Linked DNA regions of Mus musculus: all the other regions are linked to region 1. Evidence: chromatin contacts called from public HiCAR-type, HiChIP or PLAC-seq and promoter capture Hi-C data. All regions are on one chromosome and are shown on one strand. The core of a region is the stretch at or near the end of the contact, and the rest is flanking DNA. Distances in the headings are between cores, read along the strand shown. Region 1 holds the start of Idh3a (isocitrate dehydrogenase 3 (NAD+) alpha). Region 2 holds the start of Acat1 (acetyl-Coenzyme A acetyltransferase 1). Region 3 holds the start of Etfa (electron transferring flavoprotein, alpha polypeptide). Region 4 holds the start of Cul5 (cullin 5). Region 5 holds the start of Rab39 (RAB39, member RAS oncogene family). Region 6 holds the start of Slc35f2 (solute carrier family 35, member F2). Region 7 holds the start of Fbxo22 (F-box protein 22).

Evidence for each region. Promoter capture Hi-C pulls out the DNA fragments that hold promoters and counts their contacts. HiCAR-type assays count read pairs that join an accessible place to other places. HiChIP or PLAC-seq counts read pairs in DNA pulled down with a chosen protein or histone mark.
Region 2: a promoter capture Hi-C map of liver shows a contact between it and region 1, with 2.1 times the contacts expected there. The contact joins the promoter of Acat1 here to the promoter of Idh3a in region 1. A contact is called at or near these places in 2 of 39 promoter capture datasets (liver and pre-B cells), 2 of 484 Hi-C or Micro-C datasets (liver and myocytes), 1 of 115 datasets of contacts at active chromatin or transcription factors (astrocytes) and 1 of 9 other capture datasets (adipose tissue).
Region 3: a contact with region 1 is called in a promoter capture Hi-C map of erythroid cells, with 16 times the contacts expected there. The contact joins the promoter of Etfa here to the promoter of Idh3a in region 1. A contact is called at or near these places in 2 of 39 promoter capture datasets (erythroid cells and pre-B cells) and 1 of 9 other capture datasets (adipose tissue).
Region 4: a promoter capture Hi-C map of erythroid cells shows a contact between it and region 1, with 17 times the contacts expected there. The contact joins the promoter of Cul5 here to the promoter of Idh3a in region 1. A contact is called at or near these places in 4 of 39 promoter capture datasets (the 3T3-L1 cell line, erythroid cells, liver and 1 more), 2 of 484 Hi-C or Micro-C datasets (B cells and uterus), 1 of 115 datasets of contacts at active chromatin or transcription factors (astrocytes) and 1 of 9 other capture datasets (adipose tissue).
Region 5: a contact with region 1 is called in a HiCAR-type map of astrocytes, with 2.9 times the contacts expected there. The contact joins the promoter of Rab39 here to the promoter of Idh3a in region 1. A contact is called at or near these places in 3 of 39 promoter capture datasets (hippocampal neurons, liver and pre-B cells), 1 of 484 Hi-C or Micro-C datasets (B cells) and 3 of 115 datasets of contacts at active chromatin or transcription factors (astrocytes, pro-B cells and stem cell-derived neural progenitor cells).
Region 6: a contact with region 1 is called in an H3K27ac HiChIP or PLAC-seq map of embryonic stem cells, with 2.1 times the contacts expected there. The contact joins the promoter of Slc35f2 here to the promoter of Idh3a in region 1. A contact is called at or near these places in 2 of 115 datasets of contacts at active chromatin or transcription factors (embryonic stem cells and epiblast stem cells).
Region 7: a promoter capture Hi-C map of erythroid cells shows a contact between it and region 1, with 7 times the contacts expected there. The contact joins the promoter of Fbxo22 here to the promoter of Idh3a in region 1. A contact is called at or near these places in 5 of 39 promoter capture datasets (cranial neural crest, erythroid cells, hippocampal neurons and 2 more).

Annotation. Positions count from the first base shown.
Region 1 is chr9:54,584,925-54,588,134 of GRCm38.p6, reverse strand. Idh3a (isocitrate dehydrogenase 3 (NAD+) alpha) reads right to left here and starts at 1,624. Exons shown (of 11, transcript NM_029573.2): 1 at 1,592-1,624. The coding sequence starts at 1,618.
Region 2 is chr9:53,608,790-53,611,999 of GRCm38.p6, reverse strand. Acat1 (acetyl-Coenzyme A acetyltransferase 1) reads left to right here and starts at 1,650. Exons shown (of 12, transcript NM_144784.3): 1 at 1,650-1,787. The coding sequence starts at 1,725.
Region 3 is chr9:55,510,745-55,513,954 of GRCm38.p6, reverse strand. Etfa (electron transferring flavoprotein, alpha polypeptide) reads left to right here and starts at 1,712. Exons shown (of 12, transcript NM_145615.4): 1 at 1,712-1,924. The coding sequence starts at 1,886.
Region 4 is chr9:53,665,863-53,669,072 of GRCm38.p6, reverse strand. Cul5 (cullin 5) reads left to right here and starts at 1,566. Exons shown (of 19, transcript NM_027807.4): 1 at 1,566-2,035. The coding sequence starts at 2,012. It overlaps Gm16124 (predicted gene 16124), which reads right to left and starts at 1,980. Exons shown (of 2, transcript NR_166653.1): 1 at 1,718-1,980.
Region 5 is chr9:53,704,510-53,707,719 of GRCm38.p6, reverse strand. Rab39 (RAB39, member RAS oncogene family) reads left to right here and starts at 1,488. Exons shown (of 2, transcript NM_175562.3): 1 at 1,488-1,831. The coding sequence starts at 1,605.
Region 6 is chr9:53,770,025-53,773,234 of GRCm38.p6, reverse strand. Slc35f2 (solute carrier family 35, member F2) reads right to left here and starts at 1,700. Exons shown (of 8, transcript NM_028060.3): 1 at 1,341-1,700. The coding sequence starts at 1,450.
Region 7 is chr9:55,207,383-55,210,592 of GRCm38.p6, reverse strand. Fbxo22 (F-box protein 22) reads right to left here and starts at 1,658. Exons shown (of 7, transcript NM_028049.2): 1 at 1,405-1,658; 2 at 1,102-1,240. The coding sequence starts at 1,541. It overlaps Ube2q2 (ubiquitin-conjugating enzyme E2Q family member 2), which reads right to left. Exons shown (of 13, transcript NM_180600.3): 13 at 3,064-3,210.

The sequences.
Region 1 (3,210 bases), core at 375-2,874:
CTCGGGAGCCCCTTCTTAAGCCCTAATCCCTTGAGAGAGACTGAACCAAAGCCTGGGCCACTCTGCCAAAGGTCACACAGGCAATCAAGTCCCAGGGGAGCATCTTCTGACCCTATGGCCAATAAGTTCTGAACTCTTGTGGATTTCTTACAGGGCTAAAGGAAAAAGCAATTTTCCAGGACGCTCTTTACTACTTAGCCTTATTTAGTCCCCCAAGGCTGACTACACCTAGCAACATGAATCAGGTAGAGTGTGTAAGCCCAGACATTAAAGGACTGACTTGTTGCTACACCTTTAAAACCAAATGTGACCTAACAGCATCTCAAGCAAAAGTGGGTCTGAACATAGTGACAACGTAGATTCTAGTCACCAAACAAAAAAGCCTAGTTACTGATGTCCCAGAATCACTGTCTGCTTGATCACTGCCAAGACAGATACATCGATAGCTAGGAAAGCTTCAGGCTTTCATGTCCTTCTACATGGAATAGGTGCTTTCATGCAGAAATACCTGTGACACAAGCACATGTATCTTACAGGTGGGTTCGCAGATGTTAAATAGTTTGCAGAGGATACACAATTGGCCAATGGCTTTGTCAGGATTTAAAATTAAGAACCCCTAAATTGAATTATTAATAAACAATAGTGCATCTCCAAACCTCTCTTTAAAGGAGAAGGGCAATACAAATTTCATTTAAAAATCTGCATTGCTTATAGCAGACTTCTAGAGAGCCACCCACGACGGCATCAGATGACCTACGGCCTGGTCAGTACTATATCCATAATTAGCTAAGTGACCTTGGCCACCGGAGAGACAGAAAATCAAAATACCTCGGGTTTCTCTCAAAGATGACAATGACCTCCTGTATGACCTTGAGCAAATTTGTCTTCGAGGGCAGGTCAGCTCCACCAGGAAACGAAAAGACTGCATATGTAACCTGAAGCGCCTTCCAGCTCTAGTACCTGAACTATCAGGGAGAACTAGAGAGTCCCAGATCGCTGGGTCCCAACAACTGAAGGTGAAAGGACGATGATGCGATCTCCCTGAACGTTCAGAGTATAACTCCAAGGAGCACGATGCCCTGCGTCCTCTGAAGGAGGAATACCTACCAGGGCACCAGGCATCAGACTAGGAAGAGTTCCAAGAGAGAGAAAAATCTGGCTGGCCTAACGGCCCGGGATTCCCTCACCTCGAAAACCCTCTTGCGCCCAGCGTTTACCCGGTCAAAGGCTGAGGGATCAGGGAGGGGCGACCTGGGCATGCTGCCCGGAGACCCGCAGGTGACAGGGCCGCGGGGCCTAGGTGGCCTGTCTGTGACCCTCAAGGGCTCCGGGGGAGGCCTGTGCACCTATCCTGGAGGACACTGGTGGGGACACCCGGAGCAGTACTGGCCGCCTTGACCTTGACGCCGTCCCCGCCCGGCGCGGCTGTCCCGGCTCAGGGCTAGCCACGCACGGCGTGCCGGCCACATTCCCCGAAACACTGCCCGCGGGCCATGAGCCGCCTCCGCGCGCTCGCCTCCGCCATCCATCAGGCGGGATCACAGCCTACTCTCCCTGCTCGCCCTCGAGCTTGCTGCCCTGTAGCGCTCACCTTGGACACCCACGCGGACCCGGCCATCGCGTCCACTTCCCTCACCGCGGCGACAGCGGCAACACCAGGGCGCATGCGCATAGCCCTCTTCCCAAGCCCGCCCCTCACGGCCCCGCCCCGAGGCTCCGTGTGGCCCCGCCCCTAGCTCGGGTCTCTCGATCGCTCACCGCCCCGCTCCGGACCCCGCTGCACAGCTGCCGCTAGCTGACCAATCACCGCCTTCATCTTTTGATGACGCGCGGAGCGGGCCCAGCTGCGACCCGGAAGCCTCCTCCCCTTCCTCCCGCTTCATTCATTGAAAAGCTGTTTGGATGAGTTTTTTGTTTCCGACCTATTAGGGGACCAATCAGCCTTCTTTATTTGGGGGATTGTGCGCCCCTTAAAACTTTGCGGTCCCACTGGGACAAATATCTTGCTTATTTTCAAACATTGTTTTGTTTTGTTTCATTTCTTAAGACAGTATCATGGAGCTTCAAACTGATTATGTAGCTGAGGCTGGGTTTGAACCCCGGACTGCCAGGGGTTCCTCTTTTCTTGCCTCTATCTCCCAGGTACAGGGACTGTAGGCATGCACCACCTCGCCTAACTTGATTCTTACATTTTTTTTTAAATTTTCATTTTTTTGTTTTGTTTTTTGAGACAGGGTTCTTCTGCATAGCCTCAGCTACCCTGAAACTCACTCGCTAGACCAGGCTGGCCTCAAACCTACAGAGATCTGGCCTCTGCCTCCCGAGTTCTGGGATTAAAGGCGTGTTCCACCATCATCTGGCTAATTTTTATTTTTTTTTAATAGCTTTACTGAATAAAAAGCATTTATTAGTCTGCAGAGGACCCGGATTCAGTTCCCAGCACCCTCATGATGGCTCACAAATGTCTGTAACTCCAGATGTAGAGGATCCAGTACCTTCTTCAGGCCTCACAGGGCACCAGATACCAATATGGCACAGGCACCTACATGCAGACAAAACACTCATATACATAAAATAGACAAATCTTTTAAAAAGTACTTGATGTAAATGTACAATCTGAAGTTTTTAGCAAATGTAAGTGTTTTCATAAAATAAATTCAGAAAACACAGCTCTTGGGCTGGGGAGATGGCCCAGTGGGTTAGGTGCTTGTTTCAAAAGCATGAGGACCTGAATTCAATACCCAGTACCCATGTAAAGAGTCAGGAAAGAGTGAGCATCTATAACCCCAGCAATGAAAATCCAGAGCTAGGTGAATCCTGCTGCCATTGCCAGACAGCCTAGCTGATATGATGAGCCCCAGGTTGTTTAGTGAGTGGGAGACCTGTCTCAAAAGCTAAGGTAAGGATACCTACCATGAAGCCATGAAGCACTCAAGCACTCAAGCGCTCTCTCTCTCTCTCCCTCCCTCTCTCTCTCTCTCTCTCTCTCTCTCTCTCTCTCTCTCTCTCTCTCTCCCCCCCACACACACACACCACACTCACATTCTCCATTTACACACTATAACTCTTACTTCAAAAAGAGTAAGAGGGGGTTTAGTCTGACCAAATATAAGTAACTAAGGCCAGGAAACACAGGTTTAGATTACCCCAGTTTCTATGTTTCAACGTGGTAAACAAAAACAAAAACCATGTTGAGGACAAATCAGAGTT
Region 2 (3,210 bases), core at 401-2,900, 980 kb after region 1:
GCCAGCAATCTAAAGGTGGACATTGGAGGAGTAGAACTTCAAGGTCATCTTTGACTACCTAGTGGGATTGAGTGCATCCTAGGCTACATGAGACTCTAACTTGAAAAACAAAACAAAAGTGGGGCTTATGGTTCAGCAGTTAAAAATACTATCAGCTCTTAGAAAGGACCTGGGTTCAGCTCTCAGAACACAACAGACAGTTCCCAACTACCTACAACTTCAGTTTTAGGAGTTTTGACGCCCTCTACTGTCCTCTTCAGGCGCCTGTATGCACTTGGTGCAGATACACAAAGGTGCATATACACATACACACACTTTACCCCAAAAGGGTCTGGGAAGATGATTCAGTGTGCAAAGTGTTTGCATCACAAGAAAGCGTTTAGAGCATCATCCATGTAAAGAGCTAGGCGTGGTGGCCCTTGATTGTAGCCCCAGTTCCATGGATGGGTGGATAGGGTTGAAGGAGTAGAGATGGTGGCTTATTAGCCAGCCATTCTAGTGCAAGGAGAGATAGACCCTGTCTCACAAAACAAACAAAAACAAAACAAAACAAAAAACACCAAACAAAAAGCAGCAGAGAGTCTCAGAGGGAGTTATCTGAGGTTTACCCTTGGCCTACACAGGAGTGCACACAATTACATGAAACAAGTCGACTTGAAGTAAATTGTTCAATTTGTATGTTGTGCCTTTTGTTTTACATCAAGGAAAATTAATGTCACAAGCAGAAAGATCTGCTATCCCCAACTGAAGATTCAAAGTCAGCAAATGGCCTGGCATAGTGCTTTTAATACCAGCACTAGGGAGGCAAAGACAGAAAGATCTCTGTGAGCTCAAGACCATCCTGGTCTACATAGTGAATTCCAGGATAGCCAGAGCTACACCGTGGGACCCTATCTAAAAACTAACCAAACAAAACCTAAGCAAAACAATCCTCCAACTAGCCTTAGCAATGGGTTACACAAATGTGAGAATTATCATGTAATATCAGTTAATGCACTGTTTCTGTTTTGTTTTAATTATTTGGAGACAGGGTCTCCGTCTGTAGTTTTAGTTGTTCAGGGACTCGCTATGTGGACCAGGCTGGCGTCGAACTCATAGAGATCCACCTGCCTCTTTCCTGAGTGTGTCCCATCACACCCAGCCTGCGGGGAGTTTCTTTGAAAGTTGATGTAATCTTATTATTACTCAGTGAAGTTTAGATAGTAATATGTATTTTACTTAGCATCCTACAGAAAAACAACTTCAACATTCTTTTAACGTAAGAAATTGGTTTATTTGTATTATAAATGAATATAATGGGAATTGCTGGAAACATTTACCAACATCCTTTGTCTGGGTAATACAGTCACCTGATCAGGCACGGCAAAGTGAATGGAAAGTCTCGGACTGCACGAAAACTACAGGCATCTGGAGGCAGAAACAACTGGCATCAACAATCAACAGTTTAGCGTGCACCACCTAGGTGTCAAGCCACGTGGTCATTAGTCCTTTTTTTTTTTTTTTTTTTTTTTTTTTTTTGGTCCAGGAGAGCCTCAGCTCAGTCCTCGGGCCAAGCGCCAGGCCCCGCCCTCTGGCTACGGGCCAATCGCCGCCAAGCGCAGCGATCTTGGACTGCTATTGGAGGAGAGGGTCGGGGCGGTGCCCGCCACGACGTCGCAAGCTCTGCGGTGGGGAAGTGGAGGCCGCGGCGCGTCTCTCTGCCCTTGACAGCCTTTCGCGTCTCCATGGCTGCCCTGGTGGCTCTGCACGGCGTCGTCCGCAGGCCTCTGCTTCGCGGGCTGCTGCAGGTGAGCAGGGTCGATTCCGGGGGTGGGCCGGGATCGGGGAGCCCACCAGCCGCCCGCGAGGTCCGTCCTCGTGGGCCACAGCGCTCAGCACCAGCGCCTTGGGGATCGAGTGCCTGCGCCGTCGTGTGTCAGTCCACCTGTCAGTCTGTGCTACTGTCACGCTCCGCATCAGCTGTGCAGCAAAGCTTGGGCCTGACCAGGCGCGATCCCAGACTGCAGAGAGCTGAGTCTCTCTGTAGGCCCAGGAGTTTCTAAGACGTTTTTGTGACCTTGTGATTTCCTTTTCCTTGTTTTTTTGTTTGATTGGTTTGAGTTTTGGGGTTTGGTTTGTATTTTGTTCCACTGGTTTTTCTGTGGAACCCTTGCTGCCCTGGAACGCTCTCTCTCTCTCTCTCTCTCTCTCTCTCTCTCTCTCTCTCTCTCAAGATCAGGCTGGCTTCGAGCTCATTGGTCTTCCTCCACCTGCAGAGTGCTGGGATTAAAGGCATGAACCACCACCTGGCTAATCATTGGTTTAATTAATTGTCTTAATCAGAGCTCAGGCACTATATGGCAATCAGAAGATTGTCTTAAAACTAACAAGATGGCTACTGAGACAGTACAAGAAATAATTTTTATTTGAAGTGAGTGCCTCGCTTCTGATGGTTGTGTTCGGCGAACACTTTGTACTTTCCAAAGGTGACATTCTAGACTTTGTCGGTCAGTCTTTAAGAGTCTGGAGTTAGGTTTGCGTGGTTTTGTTTCTGAGAAAATCAGGGTTCGCCGAAACGGGTAGTTCTGGCAATAGGAGCTGAAAGAGAGCATTGCTCTGCAAGAGATTGTGAAAGAATAATTGAGGGCCCGAGGCTTGGAGCTGGAAGCTGAGGGCAAACAAACTATAAAATGAATCTTACTTGAGTTGCTGCTCGGGCAAGAGGAGCTTGAGATCAAGGATTTCAACCCACGTGGGCAATTTGGAGATACCCAGTCTCCGAAAGATAAAAAAACAATAAGTACTGGGTGACTGCAGTAATAGGAAAGCCAGAGGGATAGTCTATTTTCTCATCTGGAGATGGGCAGAACCTCACTCGTAAAATAAGTGTTCCCGGGGCTGGAGAGATGGCTCTGTGGTTAAGAGCACTGACTGTTCTTCCAAAGGTCCTGAGTTCAATTCCCAGCAACCACATGGTGCCTCACAACCATCTGTAAAAAAAGGAATCTGATGCCTTCTTCTGGTGTGTCTGAAGACAGCTACAGTGTACTCATATGCATAAAAAAAAAAAAGTGTTCCCAAGAAAGACTCGTGTGCCTTTTTCCTTCTGACCCTTCCTTCTCCTCCCCTCCCTTTTCTTGCCTCTCTCCCCGCCCCAGCCCCACTCTCCTTCCTCCCCCTCCCCACCATTACTATTACTCTCTTTCTAGTGGTTTTGCTAACTAGGTCATC
Region 3 (3,210 bases), core at 463-2,962, 930 kb before region 1:
CGTGTCCTCAGTCCTCAAGGCACCGGCTGAGCTCAAGTTCAGTGGGGATCCTAGCATAGAGAAGAGACAAAGAGCAGCCAGAGCTGCAGACTGTCCGTCCCACCAGGAGTCCTGGAGGAGCTGTGCCTAAGTGAGTCAGACTTCAAGGACTAGCTGAAGGCAATTCTCCCCCTTCTTTTGTTCTTTGTACAATTATTTCTACAAATAGCAAGCAGCCATATATAGGCTAGCTAATAGAAACCATCTTCTGCCTCCAAAATGTCTATAACTCAGTGGGAAAGAAGAGCATCCAAACACCTAGAGGGAACACTTTCATAACATCAGTCCTTCAGACGCACATTTGTCTGGTACTTGACATACATGTAAATGTAGAAACATATCTAATTGTACCCTCCCTCCAGAAGTTCTTCAAGGACACTCTTCTGTCTTCCAAATGAGTATGGTGATTTGTTACAGATCTGGGCCATTTTCTGTGTTTTACTTTGTACCGGCTCTGCTCTGCCCATAACCATCATGCCCTGTGGGCACTGTGCCTCTACAGGGCATGGCTGCTGCTGCTTCGCTGGAGCCTAGGATGTGCCCGAGACATCTCATGGCAGGAGGGAGGATTCTCTCCTCTTTGGTGTTTTGCCTTATCATGGAGGCAGGAAGGAGGTAGTTCATATCTCATTTAAAAAATTTTTTAAATAAAAATACTCCTTTTGATTTTTACTTACTCTTCTTTCTTTTTTCAATAGGACTTAGATTTGAGTCTAGTGGGGTAGTTCTATTGGAAGAAGAAAGTGATGGTAAACAGAATACTAGTTGTCCCTCCCACGAACAGCTTAGGTGGGCACAGTCCCAGTCCTCCACAAGCGTGGTCTTGTATAAGATGGGTTCTCACTCGGTTCACAAAACTAAGAGAGTAAAGAAGAGAAATATTCACTGTAGGGGACTAGAGATTATTGTGAAGAAATACTATTGTGGGCTAGCTCTTAAAGGTGCAATTCACTCCTGAGAGGGCTTGAGTTCTGGGACATCCTGAGCAGCCCAGAAGGCAGGTAGATTGGTCGGTCCAAAGAGCAAGAGAGATTTTAACAGCCACAGGCACTGATGCCAGAGGATAGAAGTGAGTCTGACTAAGGGCAGAGAAGAGTATGGAGAAGATCTGGGTGGACCTCAAACCTGGCCCTAGGCTGCTGGGGTGGTTCATCTCCATCCCATTCTGCCTCCTTCTGTGTAGTTTGTACGATCTCCATTTCCTTCTAGAATCCAGCTCAAATATCGCCAACTCAATAGACCCTTCCCAGGAAGTAGCAAATAAATTATTTATATTATTTATTAATAACTTTTTGTTTTGTTTTGTTTTGAGTCTCCTAAGGTCCCCAGGACTGACACCTAATTAATGCACGTTTACAATTCTCCTCACCTGCGACTATTTGGTTGGCACATTACACGTGCAGCGCTGACACTGGGCGTAAATGAGAGTGGAAAAGGACTGGAGTGAGGGGGTTCCCTTCGCGGGTGGAAAGAAAGCTGCGTACAACAGGGCAGTTAGTCCAGACAACGTTACCAACGAAAGTCCGAGACCGTCAGGGAACAGAGCCAAGCAACTGGAGGGCGTGGCGCGCATGCCAGCGTCTCGGCGCACACCCTTACCTTTGCCCTACTCCCAAGTCCCGCCTCTAACTTTCCGCTTTCCTCATTGGCTGCGTGGCTGCCCAATGGGCTCCCGGGAAGCGCGAGCCCCCGCAGTCCAGGACTAAGCTGTCAGCTCTCGTGCTCGCATCTCGCGAGCGTTCGGGTCTCTGGTAGAGGAGGCGGCGGCGGTGGCGGCGGCGGTGGTTCCCGCGCGCTCCGGGTCTCTGAGGCTGAGGGTACTGCGGGGCTGACTAGAACAGAGACAATGTTTCGAGCAGCGGCGCCTGGGCAGCTCCGGCGGGCGGTGAGTCCGGACAGGGAGGGCCGAGCAGGTGACGTCCGAGCCGCAGCCTGCTGACCCTGTCAGGCGAAGGTCACGGGCTCCCTCGACTCCCACCGTCCGCGTAGACAGTCGGTGCAGTGCCCGGGACGCGGGTCAAAGTTCTGGAGCCTTCGCCCTTGACCTCTTCCGGGTCACGCTGCCCCAACCCGGGTTCCCACGGCCCTGACTCTCGCGGGGCACTCTGGGGCTACTAGGTTCTCTCGCCTGGAGGGGAGCTGCGTCCCCCCAAAGGGGCCAGATGCCGCCGCGGAACCTCTTGGGGAAGAGTTCGAAACCTAGGCCTCCTGTGGCTGCCCTGGACGCCCACTGCCAAGGGCAGGGGCGGAGTGCTCTGCGGCTGGGCTGGTGAGACCGGGCTGAGTGGAGGAGGGGCTGGGACGTACCCGCCTGGGATCCAGTCCTGAGAAGTCGCAGACTGATGTTGCCTCAGTAGCCTTGGAAACTTGGTAGTGGGGACTTTTTCCGTGGTGACAAAGTTTACCATTTGTCTGTTTTTCGAGGACTTGAAAAAACAAAACAAAACTTTTTTTTTCTTTCTTGTCGGGGTGCTGTAAGGGAATAGCAGTTGAAGGCTGACCAGTTCCAAGGCAATAATTTAAGGAGCTTGTAGATTTTTCTAATTTACATTAAGATTGCTAGAGAAGCAATATCAGCAGCCTTGGCCTGCAAGTTATGCAGACGTTTTGTAACTTTTATACGTACTTTTTATTTTAGTGCCTTTTACCCCAATCACCACTGAGATTTTTTTCTGTCTGGGATACAACTTATGGGCTTCTTGGAAGTTTGAAGACTCCCCCCCCCCCACTTTGAATGTTGCCACTCCTTGTTAAAAAAAAAGTTAAAACACATCGTTCAGGATCCTAGCCCATCTTTCTCCCACGAGATTTTTTTAACCTCCTTTCTATAATAAAAGAATCAGTAAGCAAGTGAAGGCCATGGCTTTTGGGGGGGAGGGGCGGTTTCCAAGCAGCAGTACCTGACTTGAAGATCTATACAGAACTTGCGAAGCAATTTTGTGCATAGGTTTTATGCTCGGCCTAATTGTGGTAAGGAGAATTTAGAATTTGGTGATTTTGTAGAACTAGTCGGGGGAAAGTCCAAGTACCCAGTATTTATACATAGGCAGCATTGCCAAACCTTTGTTGTGATTTGCCAAGAATTGTGACCTTGGCCTATTTTTAAAATTAGAAGTCAAGGGTAGTAGAGTACTGTCTCTAAAGTCATTAATATTTTTTTTAAGATTTGAA
Region 4 (3,210 bases), core at 317-2,816, 920 kb after region 1:
TTATTTTATTTTATTTTTAATGTATGTGAGTATACTGGGCCATCTCTCTAGCCTTTACATTTAATTTTTGCCATAGCACTATGCTATAGATGTTTTAATACTAATTTCACAAACAAGATAACTAAGGCCCATTGTGAAGTAGCAGATTTTTTTTTTAAGATTTATTTATTTTATGCATATGGGTACGCTGTAGCCGTCTTCAGACACACCAGAAGAGGGCATTGGATCCCATTACAGATGGTTGTGAGCCACCATGTGGTTGCTGGGAATTGAACTGAGGACCTATGGAAGAGCAGTCAGTGCTCTTAACCACTGAGCTATCTCTTCAGTCCTAAAGTAGCAAATCTTAACTCACTTTAAGTGCTATATTGTTTAGATAGGGGTCTCACTTTATAGCTCTAATTGGCCTGGAACTTAAGAGTGTGCTAGGATTAAAGGCATGCTCCACCACACCCAGCACGAAGCAGATATAAAGAACTCTTGGCCTTTTCCGAGGGAGGCGTATACCTATAATCCCACCAGTCACTCTGGAGGCAGAGGCAGGCAGAACTCTAGAGTTCTAGGTCAACTTGGTCTACATACAGAATTCCTGGCCATCCAAGAATACATAGAAAGTCTTCTTTAAACATAGCTACCTGGAATGCTTGGGGCAAAAGGAGTTTTCAGGCATAATATATGAAATAAAATCCTTCAGAGTGGAGCCTGAAAGTCTGCTTTTCTAAGTAGCACCCCAGGTTATATTAATATAAAGAATGCACTAGCAACGTTTGAGAAACTTTTGTTTTCTTGGGTTTTTTGACCTAGCTGTTCTGAAACTTGCTCTGTAGACCAGGCTGTCCCCAATCTTACGGAGATCCTCTTGCCTCTGCTTTGAGTACTGAGACTAAAATTGTTGGACAGTGAGAGATGAGTTTCAAAGAAACAAATTTGATACCAGGTGGTGGTTTCCCACACCTTTAATCCCAACACTTGGGAGGCAGAGGCACCTACCTCCACTCTCCGAGTTCAAGACCAGCCTGGTCTACAGATGGCGTTTCAGTACAGCCAGGGCTACATAGAGAAACTGTCAAAAACCAATCCAACCAACCAACCAAGCAACTAAAACCCCCAAAGGGTAGTATTAGGAACTTGCATAATGCATTAAATAACAGCTAACCTGAGAGATCCCTGTATAAATTACATTCTCTTCCCTTGATCAGAGATTCGTGATCAGAAGCGATGCAATTTGGAGAAAATACTATAGGGTGCTCTAGGATATGTCTTAAGGAACCCAAGATTAACAATCACTTCTTGAACAAGCAGGGTTTTTTTTTTTGTTTATAGGAATAACAGTACGTTTGTGCATCATTTATTAATTGACTGGGCGCCTTCTCTCAGTCAGCATTTCCTGAGGACAGCAGTAAGAAGCCTTCCAGGCTAATCTAATCCTGAGCTCTGAATAGCCATTCCGATCTGGGGCGAGCGCGTGAGGGCTGCGCCGGCTCCAGCCAGCAGAGGGCGCGCTCGCACCCTCCGCGCGGGCCTCGGGACCCAGTGGCTTGCTGTCGCCTGGGTTGCTCCCGAGCACGCCCCCGCCCGCCGCGTCACGTGACGCCGCCACGGACCCTGAGGTGCGGGCCCTAAGCCGAGATAAAGTCGTTGCCGGCGGCCCAAGCGGGTGCAAGCCCAGCGGCAGAAGCGAAGGCGAGCTGGGGAGGCCCGAGGAAGTGGCTACTACCTCTTCCCGGTCTGGTCGGCTCCCGGTCCCTTCCCACCATTCGCCGCTCGCGTCTCCTCAAGCGTTTGCATGCGCTCTCTCGCGTGGGCAGGCCGGGGTGACCATGTAGCTGGAAAGCCCGAGGAAGCACGGCTGCCCGGGACGAGCTCGGCGCTGACGGCACGCCGCTCCGGCGTCCCCCGCATCCCCCGCCGCGGCCTGCGGGGTCCTGCTGGGAACCCCGGCCTCTCGAGGAGGCCTGGCCCCGAGCGCCGCCAAGTCTCGCCCCGTCTCGCGAGAGTCCAAGTTGAGAACATGGCGACGTCTAATCTGTTAAAGGTAAGTCCCCCCGGCTGCAGCCGGGCTTTTGCCCGGCCATCGATGCGCTCGGCTCCCGGGGAAGGACCGGGCTCCGTGGGAGCGGCAAGATGTGTATGAGGAGAGCGGTTCGGGGTTGTCCACCGGAATGAGCCGGGGTGGCTGTTGCCCGAGCACCCCGACGCCGGGCCCTGGCCTCGGGGGTCCAGAGGACCTGGTGGGTTCCTCCCGCCGGCTCACCGACTCGCAGCGATGCTTTCAAGGGACCAACCCCGGCTGGGAGCGAGAGCAGTGTCGCTGGGCCGCACCAACCCATCATTGTGACTCTTGGGGCCCGTCCCTTCTGAATGGAGTGTCAAAGACATAATAGGGGAAAAAAATCCCAGCAAAATGCTGCCTAGCAGGTTTCAATGGCTGGTCCCCCCATGCTCCCCCAACCCCATTCCTTAATTTCTGTTCGCACTCTGCAGGAACTGTGAGTTAGACAGCAGTGCCTGCCTGCCACTTCACCTCTTTCCTCCCTTCTCTGAATGTCACACCTTCCCACCAGTTCTCTCACGCCTGGCCGTCTATTTCCACCTTTTCTCTGTCCCTTGAGGAACTGTCTCCCAATCCTGACCTCCCTTATAGGACATCGATGGCACCCGATCAAGTGCTGCTGTCCATCCTTTTAGGGTGTAGAAAAGTTTTCATTTAAAGAAAGCATTGAAAAGTTGTAAATGCCAGGAGAGTCCCAGGGCGAGCAGGTTATGTAGAATCATCTCTAAAAAAATGAGGATTGAGGAAGACAATTGAGGCGAGTTTGTGTTTTTTAGTAAGAATTCTGACCTGAACTTACTAACTGAAATATGGGACTAGTGATTACCTGAGGGGACATAAACACTATGTTCGCAGGCTGTGTGAATTAATAATAATAATAATAGATAATAATAGATAATGCTCCCTCCCCCCTAAAAAAGGGTCTCATTGGACCCGTCTTGCCAGAACTTGCTGTGTAACCTAGCTGGCCTTGAAGTCACAGAAATCCATTGTCTACACTGAGGCTGAGGGGAATGAAAAGGCCTACCTGACCCAGCTAGGAGTAAAGATAACTAGGATGATTTTTAAAGCTCTGCATTCCAATATGGTAGCACATACCTTTAGTCCCAACGCTCTTTTTTTTTTTTTTTTAAGATTTATTTAAGTATATGAGTACA
Region 5 (3,210 bases), core at 239-2,738, 880 kb after region 1:
CCAATCTGGTTGACAACACTAGTTCTAGGATAGCCAGGGGTACATAAAAAACCCTGTCTCAACAAAACAAAAATAATAAATAAATAAACAGGAAGGAGGGAGGAAGAAAGAGGGGGAAGGAAGGAAGGAAGGAAAGTAGGAAGGAAGGAAGGAAGGAAGGAAGGAAGGAAGGAAGGAAGGAAGGAAGAACAATTGTAGAAGGGAGACAAGATACATACCACATAAAATAAAGATTGACTAATTGCAGACAGGGGCCTAAAGATGCATGGCAGAGGAAAGAAGAGTTCTCTGAAAGTCACGCTTCTTCCTCCAAAACAAAGAAAGGAATTAAGGATGAGTGTGATAGTTAGATGTTGCAAGAAAAGAATGAAATGGTTGGCAAGAAATTTGCACAGTCCTAGCTGTCCTGGAACTCACTCTGTAGACCAGGCTGGTCTTGAACTGAGAAATCCATCTGCCTCTGTCCTCTGTGTAGCTGACACAGAGAGTTACAGGATATAATCTTAAACTTCTGATCCTCGAGCCCCATGTGGTGGAATAATAACCGTGGGCCACCATATTTGTTTTATGCGGAGTTGGGGACTAAACCCAGGGTTTCATGTTGCTAGGCAACTCTACCACCTGGGGGCTACATCCCAGTCCAGAAGAGAACACAGTAAGGTCTCACCAACATTTAAATTACGCTTCGTTTATTAGGTCTTTGGTCATACGCAAGCAGAGGGCAGCTATAGACCGAGAATAATGATGACTCGTATGAGCTTCTCAACATTTTAAGTTTTTCCCAGGCTGAAGGGCCCCAACGAGCATAGGGCTAGAACCATCCTGAAAACGCTGTGGCAAACAGCAACAGGCAATCCTTAACAGAAACTATCAGAACTAGTTCTGCAAATTTGTTTTCTTCAGAGGAAACTGTCAACTGGAATCTTCTGAGAACCCGGACACCACGAATCCACATACAGAAGCCTGACTGACTTTCAAAACTAGGGTCTTAGTCTGAAGAGAGCCTTCGCAGATGCGTGAGAGAAAATGACTCTCACTTCCCATTGGCTGACCTTTCTGGAGTTTAGCCCTTGAGTACATTTTCATTGGTTGCTATTGCTGTCACATCCTTTCGCCACACCCATTCCTTGTCCATTTCCAGCAAGATCTGCACTAGAATACGCTAAGGTCGTCTAGAGTTCTGCTACTTCCCTATCCCCTCAGCCGACGCTCTCGCCGCGCCCCTCTAGTTAGAGGCCCCGCCCCCGCACGACCAATGACCCGCCTCTACAACGTCAGTTCCCTCCCCTTACAGCTGGGGCCCGGCCCCCTGCCCGACGCAGCTGCTCTGCAAGTTAGGTTCCCGCCCCCAACTCACGATCACACCCCTACCTACGGTCCCTTCCAAACTCGTGGCCCCGCCCTCACTCTCAAGCCCCACCCCAATCAGACCAAGTCCACGCCCCCTGCCCGCGGCCCCGCCCCTCCTTCCCCAGAGGGCGGCTACCAGGCGGCGGCCGCAGCCGCAGGAAGATGCTGGAAGCGGGCGGGCGCGCGCCGCGTAGGTGCTGAAGGGACAGTTCCTTAGGCAGAACTTGCTCCTGAGCGCACGGGGCACGTAGGCGATGGAGACTATTTGGATCTATCAGTTCCGCCTTATTGTGATCGGAGACTCCACGGTGGGCAAGTCGTGCCTTCTGCACCGCTTCACCCAGGGCCGCTTCCCAGGGCTGCACTCCCCCGCCTGCGACCCCACAGTCGGCGTGGACTTCTTCTCGCGCCTGCTGGAGATTGAGCCGGGCAAGAGGATCAAGCTGCAGCTCTGGGACACGGCGGGGCAGGAGCGCTTCAGGTAGGGAGGCACCCGCCACAGGCTCTCGAAAGTGCTAGCGCTCGGTGCTCGCTTCCCCTTCGCCCCTCCCCTTCCAGGGGCGACTTCCTCCTCCGCAGTTTCTTCTTTCTTTAGTGCGGATTTCCTGCGCCCCCTTTCTGTCTCCTTTCCTGTCCGAATCAGGGTCGCCGGTCTTTCCCAGCTCTGTCTGCTCCTCTTGGCCGTTTGGGTCCCTTTGGCTCCACCGCTGCCTTCTCCCCAAACTCGACTTCGCTCGCCGTTCACACACACCCTGCCTCAGCCACCCTCCTCCTAGCACCTCCTCCAAGCCTTGACCAAGCCTCTTTCAGGCCCGGGAAATATGCCAAGTGGGGTTCCCAGGTCTGTGAAAAATCTTTAGTTCTCAGCAAGCAGAATTCCAGACGGGGTTCCAGCCCTCGGAACGGTTCACAGAGAGATGCATGCGGTAATGGTTTAAACATCTGAAAGCACCGAGTGTGGTCATCAGAAAATTCTGGGCCATGACCCTCGGGAGTAGGTCTTGGAAAACAACTAAATGCAACATCGGAGTCACTGAGACAACTAAGGGTGTGTGTTTGCATTTATAGGGTGAAGTTTCCTTTAAAAGTTTGTCACCTTTGACGCTTTGGTGTGAAAAAGATAATACTGAGGGTTGTCTGCAACCCTTCCTTTATTTCACTGATGGATTCGTAACATTCTGTATGTGACAACAGAAGAAAGCACTTTTCTAAATGGGGAGAGAGTCAGTCTCAAGTAAATAGTCTCATTCTGGTTGTTTACTGGGGAACCTGAAAGATTGTATAAAGTCGACTGGCCTTACAGAAAAAAAGTAAATGAAACTGAATTCCTTGGATAGTTGAGATTAAATCACATTTAAAGCGTATTTCCAGTTTTTGAGATCGAAGAGTACTTTGTTCTAGAGCAAAGTAAGAAAGCTGATAATGTAGGGAATTGTTTCTTTAAAAATCATATGATCGGGGCTGATGAGATGGCTTAGTAGGTAGAGATGGCTTAGAGCGCACTGACTGTTCTTCATTCTGAAGGTCCTGAGTTCAAATCCCAGCAACCACATGGTGGCTCACAACCATCCCTAATGAGATCTGATGCCCTCTTCTGGTGTGTCTAAAGATGGCTACAGTGTATTTACATATAATAAAAAAAATAAATCTTTTTTTAAAAATCACATGATCAATTGGAACTCTTGTAGGCAAGCATTTTTATATCTCTCAACAAGTACTTTTGCTTGTGAAATAAAGAACTCCGTTAAGGAACTTAACAAATGTGGCTTGCCCTCATTCAGCCAGCATCCATTCCAAGAGAGTTCAGCCTACATGTGTAAAGTGTTCAACATTCAGAAGTTTGGCTTCTAGTCAGAGTGT
Region 6 (3,210 bases), core at 451-2,950, 810 kb after region 1:
AGGGGCCTTTGACCACTGAGTCATCTTGCCTTCTCCTGTGTGTGTGTGTGTGTGTGTGTTTGTGTGTGTGTGTTTGCTGTTGTTGAGAACTGAACCCATAGATCTGACCCACATAGAGCACAAACTCACTCATTGTGCTGTGGTACTGCAACTATCCTCACGGTACAAATAGTGAACACAGAGTTTTGTGAATTGTGCAACACACCTCACTAAGATTTGAATTCAAAGTTTTCGTACTTGGTTATGCCACTGTAACATCTCCCTGCTAATCAATGACATTACACAGCTGTTGGAGAATGAGCAATTTGAGGCCATTTGCCCCTTTGAACCAGAGCATCTATTTAAAACTATGCTTATTTATGACAAAAAAATGCATGTATACACATTTATTGATCAGCTCTGAAGGTGAGATGCCTTTTCAAGGACATAGCTTTCAAAATCTTTCAATTGAAATTCGTTGCCCAGGTGGGTAGTGGCACATGCCTGTAATCCTGCCATTCTCATTATCCCCAAGTAAACTGCTTAGCCTTGTGTTTCCTCACCTGGAAAGTGGGTCTAACAATAGCGCCATATCCTAAAGCAAAGGAGATGCGGTGCTATTGTCTACATAAATGGCTAAGCGCAGTGCCTGGCACGGAGTAAATGTTCAGTAAATGGATTTCATTATTTGGATGTTAGCCTCTAGTGTCTTCAGAACGCAAGTCGTCCAGTGACCACAGAAAGCTTTCCCCAGAGTCGCTGCCAACTCTTTGAGAACATCTCTACCTAAAGGCTCACCAGAGCACAGTGACATCAGCCACCTGCTTCCCTGGACCGCAGCTCCGGAGGTGGCCATGTCGCCTCGCTCAGGCCCCAAAACAGGGCAGACGTTGTCTCCGGTTTGCAACAGCACAAAACTTAACCCAGCTTTCTCACTTGAGTGAACTCCAGTTGGAGGTGATCACCAGGCTAGGTGGGCACGGATCCCGATCTGAAGGAATGCGGGCACCGAGCCAGGAAGGGCAACACTTCCACCTGCCAAGCGCCAGGTTGGGCAGCGCTCCTCCACAGCATCTACGGTGGCTCCCACCCTGTCACAGGGAAATAGGGGAACCTATCTCAAAATGCCAATCGGATGAATTCCCCGCGTATCCTCCGAAAAGCCAGCGTCGCCACCGTTTCGAAGGAGCGTGGGGGGAGCACCCAGATGAAACGCGACCTCCTGGGTGGTTTGGGAGCTCAAGGAGCCGAAGTCGAGGCACCGCCACCTCCATTCCCAGCTCCAGACACGTGCGCGCGGGTCGCCAGCCGGTTCTGCCTGTGTCCCCGCCACCCAGGCCCGCCCAGCGCGCTGCACTCACCAGGTGAAGAGTTTGCGTCGGATCCTGCTCAGCTGGCTGCCGATACTGTCCACCGTACCCAGCGCCCGGGGCTCGCTGGCCCCCGCACTCGCCGGCGACTCAGCCTCCATGGGGTCTCTTCGAGCCTCGCGTGCCCGGAACCCCGAGAAGTGCTCGGGCCCGGAAGACAGGAGGCGGTGCCTGTGAGTACGGCGCGGACTCGGCTCGCGCCCTGCCTTGCTCTCCTGCTGCGCTCTCTAGTACGCTCGCCCGCGTCCCGATACTCCTCCGCCCTGCTCGTGCGACAAATCATTAACTGTCAGGCCCTAAGGGCCAGACAATGCTTTTGCAGATCGCCACCTGGCACCTTTGGGAAGCTGGAGGAGAAAGGGCGGTTTGTTTTCTAGTGTCAGAGCTGAGTAGGACATAATGTAAATTTAAGATGAGAGGGTTGGGCTTCTTCCTCCCCCACCTCCATGTGGGTGGAGTTGATTTGGTTAGTTTCTTTGACCTAAGGTCTCACTCAGTAGCCGGGTCTATCCTGGAACTCAGGATATTGCCTAGGCATACTGCAAATTCTCAGCAGAACTCCTGCCTCAGCTTCAAGAGACCTGGGATTTACAGGTCTACGCTACCACGCCCGATGCATTTCAGGATTTCAAGGTTCCTTGTTTGAAATCAGCAAACTATAGGTAATCTGATAAGAGGTGATCTTGGCTGGTTCCCAGGATGCCTGTACAGGCAGCGAGCTGGTGCCCTCCTGAACTTTGCTAACTGGAAGAACCCACTGACCCCGCCTCTGTGTCCAGGTCTCCCTCCTTTTCCCCTAAAAGAACTGAAGACAAGCTGTGGTTTCTTTTCCTTTCAAAAGAACGATCAGAGTGGTGTGTCTTTGTGGCGCGAACTAGGCAAATCATCCCTCGCAGACCTGTTGGGTTGCCTTGTCACCTATCCTGGCCTTGACCCGGGCCACGCCTTCTGATGCTTGGATGGACCTACAAGGAACAAGAGGGAATAAAAAGTGGGATGGGGAAGTCCCTGGTTCTTGCTGACAGAAGCAAGTCTGTAGTGCCAATTAAGCATTTTTTTTTCCTGAAGGAGACCAAGCAGACAAAAGAACTGCTCCCCACCTCCTCACCCCGACCCCCCAATCTCCTCCTTTAGTGGATAAAGGGACACTGTAAACGGTAAATTCTAGAAGACTGTGTGTGGATGCAGAAGAGCAGGTGGTTTTGTAGAAGACACTAAGAAAAACCAGGTTTTTAACTAGCTGGTAGCTCACGCCTTTCCTCACAGCTCCTAGGAGGCTGAAGCACCATTGCCTTAAGCTCGAGGCTAGCCTAGAGTAGTCTGAGTTCTCGGTTAGCCTGAGCTAAAATGAGATCCTGCTTCAAAAAACACACGAGGTAGGGGTAGGAGTGTGTGGCTCAGCCCGTAAAGGTACCCGATGCCAGGGTTCGGTTCCTGGAACCCACATGGTGTAGGCCAAGAAACAGATCTCTACCAAGCTAAACTCTACATTTAGGCAATGGCACACACAAACACACAATCAATCAAATCGCTATTTAAAAAGCGTTTATAAAAGGGGGAATAGGTTTTGGAAAATGTAGCTAAGTAAGCCTTAAGTTTGCCAACTACAAGCGCTGTAAAGTTTAAGTATAATTATTTTCTGTTTATTTTTGTCTTTTTTAGACAAAACCTCACTCCATAGACAAAGCTGACTGAAACTCAACTATGTGTAACCCAGTCTGGCCTCCAATTTAGGGCAGTCCTGATGCCTCAGCCTCCCAAGGAGGAGCCTACACAATCATGCCTCGTTGAAATGATTGTTGGGATTATTTTTTTATTTTTTATTTTTTTTTTTTTGTTTTGTTTTGTTTTGTTTTGAGAC
Region 7 (3,210 bases), core at 409-2,908, 620 kb before region 1:
AGTCTAACAGTAACAGGTACAGCTCTACACAAGAGACCAAGCGTATGTATGAGTGCTGTGTGAACAAAGTGGAAGAGAATGAAAAGTAAGTTTCAAAGCTTCTCTACAGACAAATACTTATTAACTGCAACAGGACAGAAAATTTAAAGGCAGAAGTTTCTGGCAGACACCTCTTAAATCAAGGAATTTAAGGTAATGGGATAAAAAAATCTAATAAATCCCAGTCACACTCAACTTGTGCCTTGAATTTTCTTAAGTGTTGGGGCTGGTACAGAAAGTCAGGTTGGAGAAACATACAAACCAAAGGAGCGCGCCTTTCAGTTACTCATTGGGAACAGAATCAAATCCTTCTGCTCTTAAGAAAAGCACTGGGGCACTTTGGCTCCCACACCAAACATTAATCAAGAGAGTGGCCTACAGATTTGTCCACGGGTCAATCTTTGGCAGGCACTTAACTTGAGTTCCCTCTTTCTGGATCAAGTTGAAAACCAAACTCAACACCAAAAGAATCGACACATACATCAATGATAACTTCCCAATGTGGAGACTATATTGTGGTTAAGTAGAACATTCCTATTTGCCTATTATACATACTAAGCGATAATAGGGCATCAAATTGGCAATTTCCTCACGAGGGCCCCTGCCACTCAGTGAGATACTGGAGATTCACTATCTATCAGCTCTATAATCTGTCTTCACCTCCCTGAACACTGACTCTCCTGGATCCAGGGACAAAAATGAGAAAAGGAATGTGGTTTACGTATTTAGGTAGAAGTTTTAGTTCTTCCGGTTCTAGTGTGAGACCCTGGGCAAGCGATACCCAACACCTTCATTGCAAAATTGAGGCAAGTTAAGGAAGGCTCTGTACGGCCTTGTAATAGTGGACACCTGGATACTTCAATTGCCCAACATCTAATAATGACTAAACCGCAGTACGCCCCTACAAAACCTGACGTTTACTACAAAAGCCAGAATACGAGCATAGGTTCTCCGAGTTAACGAAAGCAAGGATATGTATCACAATCTTGATTTTTTAAAAAGTTCTCCAAGATGGCCCACCAGTCCTGCAAGTGACTGTCCAACGCATAACTCCATACTTGCCTCAAGCGCCTCAGCTACCACGCGCACCAAGCAATGTCCCTCCAGGTGGCCCGCTTCAGCCACACCCGCGGAGATCCAGGTCACGCTGCGATGGGTCCGCAGCACTCTGCGTACACACTCCCTCCACAGGCGGCATACTCTGGGGATGCAAAAGCACAAAGGGTTGCCGCCGGGCGGCCGGTTCCCACCGTCAGCAGCCTCGCAGCGCCAGCTAAGCACTAGGAAACCCGGGCAGAGGTCCCGGCAGAGGCGACCCCGCCACCCTCCGGGACGAAGGTCTCCTCCCGCCCCATTCGCCCTCACCCGGCTACCCGAAGCAGCGCTTTGGCCGGCAGGAAGGTAAACACACGCTCCACCACCTCCGCAAGGTTACTCAGCACGTAGGTGCTTCGCGGATCTGTGGAGGAGGAGACGCCGCCACCGCCGCCTGCCGGCTCCATTCCTCGCCTACCGGCCCGAAGGCCCTACAGAGTCTCAGGGGTACCGGAGCGGCCGGCGCACCACCTACAACCCGAGCTCCCTGAGCAGGCGCGCGCCACTTCCGGTGGGCCGCTTCCGGTACTGGACACGCCGCTGCGGCGGTGCACCGGCCTGCACAGTTCCGCCCGGAAGGGACCGGAGGCAGCCTGGCGTTTAAGCCGGCTGCAAACACTATTTGGTCAATCTGGTTAACTCGTTAGGTCTTAAGTTTTAAGCGAGTAGACATAAATAGCACTCGCCATTCTTTGGCACTATTAATTGCTACAGAAAGCACATGCCAAACCAGATAGATATTTTCACACAGGAGCCATTATTCTTTGGCTCCTGCTGGCTCTTCCCTGCAGGGCTACATACAGAATCACAGGGGATGAAGCCCAACACCATACATTCCCGAACCACAAATGAAAGAACAGTAGAGGCTGCTTCATTTCAACTGAATAGGTTGTCTCCTGACTGAGGGGCACTTTGTCCCCAGCTACTTGGCCTGACCTGGTGCTTCTTGTTTTGGCTTCTAGATCTTTTACACTGTGATAACCCATTAGAACATTTTGAGCTGGACAAGATGATGCATGTTTGCATCTAGCAAGCTGGAGGCAGGAGGGTCAAAAGCCGAAAACAATCTAGACCCTACTGCAAAATATGTAAGATAACACAAAAAAACATGAACAAGCCCTCAACAAGCAGCAGCCACTTTACTCTGGAAACCTTAAGACTTAAGTAGCAAACATGGACGCATCATACAGTCTCCAAAACACCACGATACACTGGGAATGTGTGAAAACTTCAATGCTTCCCGTTAATAAAAAACCCCAGCAGCTCTGGGCTCTCCAGGAGCCCTAAATCCTACTTCTAGAACTTCCAAACTGCTCTGTGGCTCCACTCTTCTCACCAGGCACTGGTTGGGGTGGGGGTGGGGTGCGGGAACATGTTATGACGACTAGGGAATGAACACCAAGGGTCAGTATGTTTAAGAGGAGGACTTCTGAACATTTCCTCAGCTAAGGCAACCTTCAGAAAAAACAACTGTTTCTGAATGAAGTAGGGAGGCTGTACATGGAGACATAACATTCAAACCAAACATGAAACTGGCACAGGAATTTCAGTCAAGGAAAGAAAAGGCTTTCCTTCTGCTGAGATTCTGATGAGATCTACAGATAGTGGTGTGTATAGAGGCCTTGAGTGTACAAGAGGAACTGTGCTAATAGTACCCTAAGAACATTAGAGACATTAATTAAAACAGCACTAGAAACCCACATGTATTTGAATTTAAAGAACGCAGTAAGGGAATGGTTAAAGAAAAACTGAATACACTATGTGTGTACACACCAATTCTAGGTTCCCTATCCCTCTCAGTATCTTCATCTCCACTTCTGAAACCTCCCCACACCCCATCTTCTCTTTAAACAGCCTACACTAGAAATTCAATATAGAGCCTATAGACGCCTGAATTATAGCATCTCATAAGAGGGAAAGGTGACAAACTGATTTTTAAATGGTTCTTTATTCATAAACTTGATGCAAGTTTACAAAATTTACTGTACATTGCCAAATAAATCTGCAATGAAAAATAAAATCAAAAAAAAAAAAAAACCCAACCCCAAAGCATGCCAAATGTGCAGCTGTCAATCT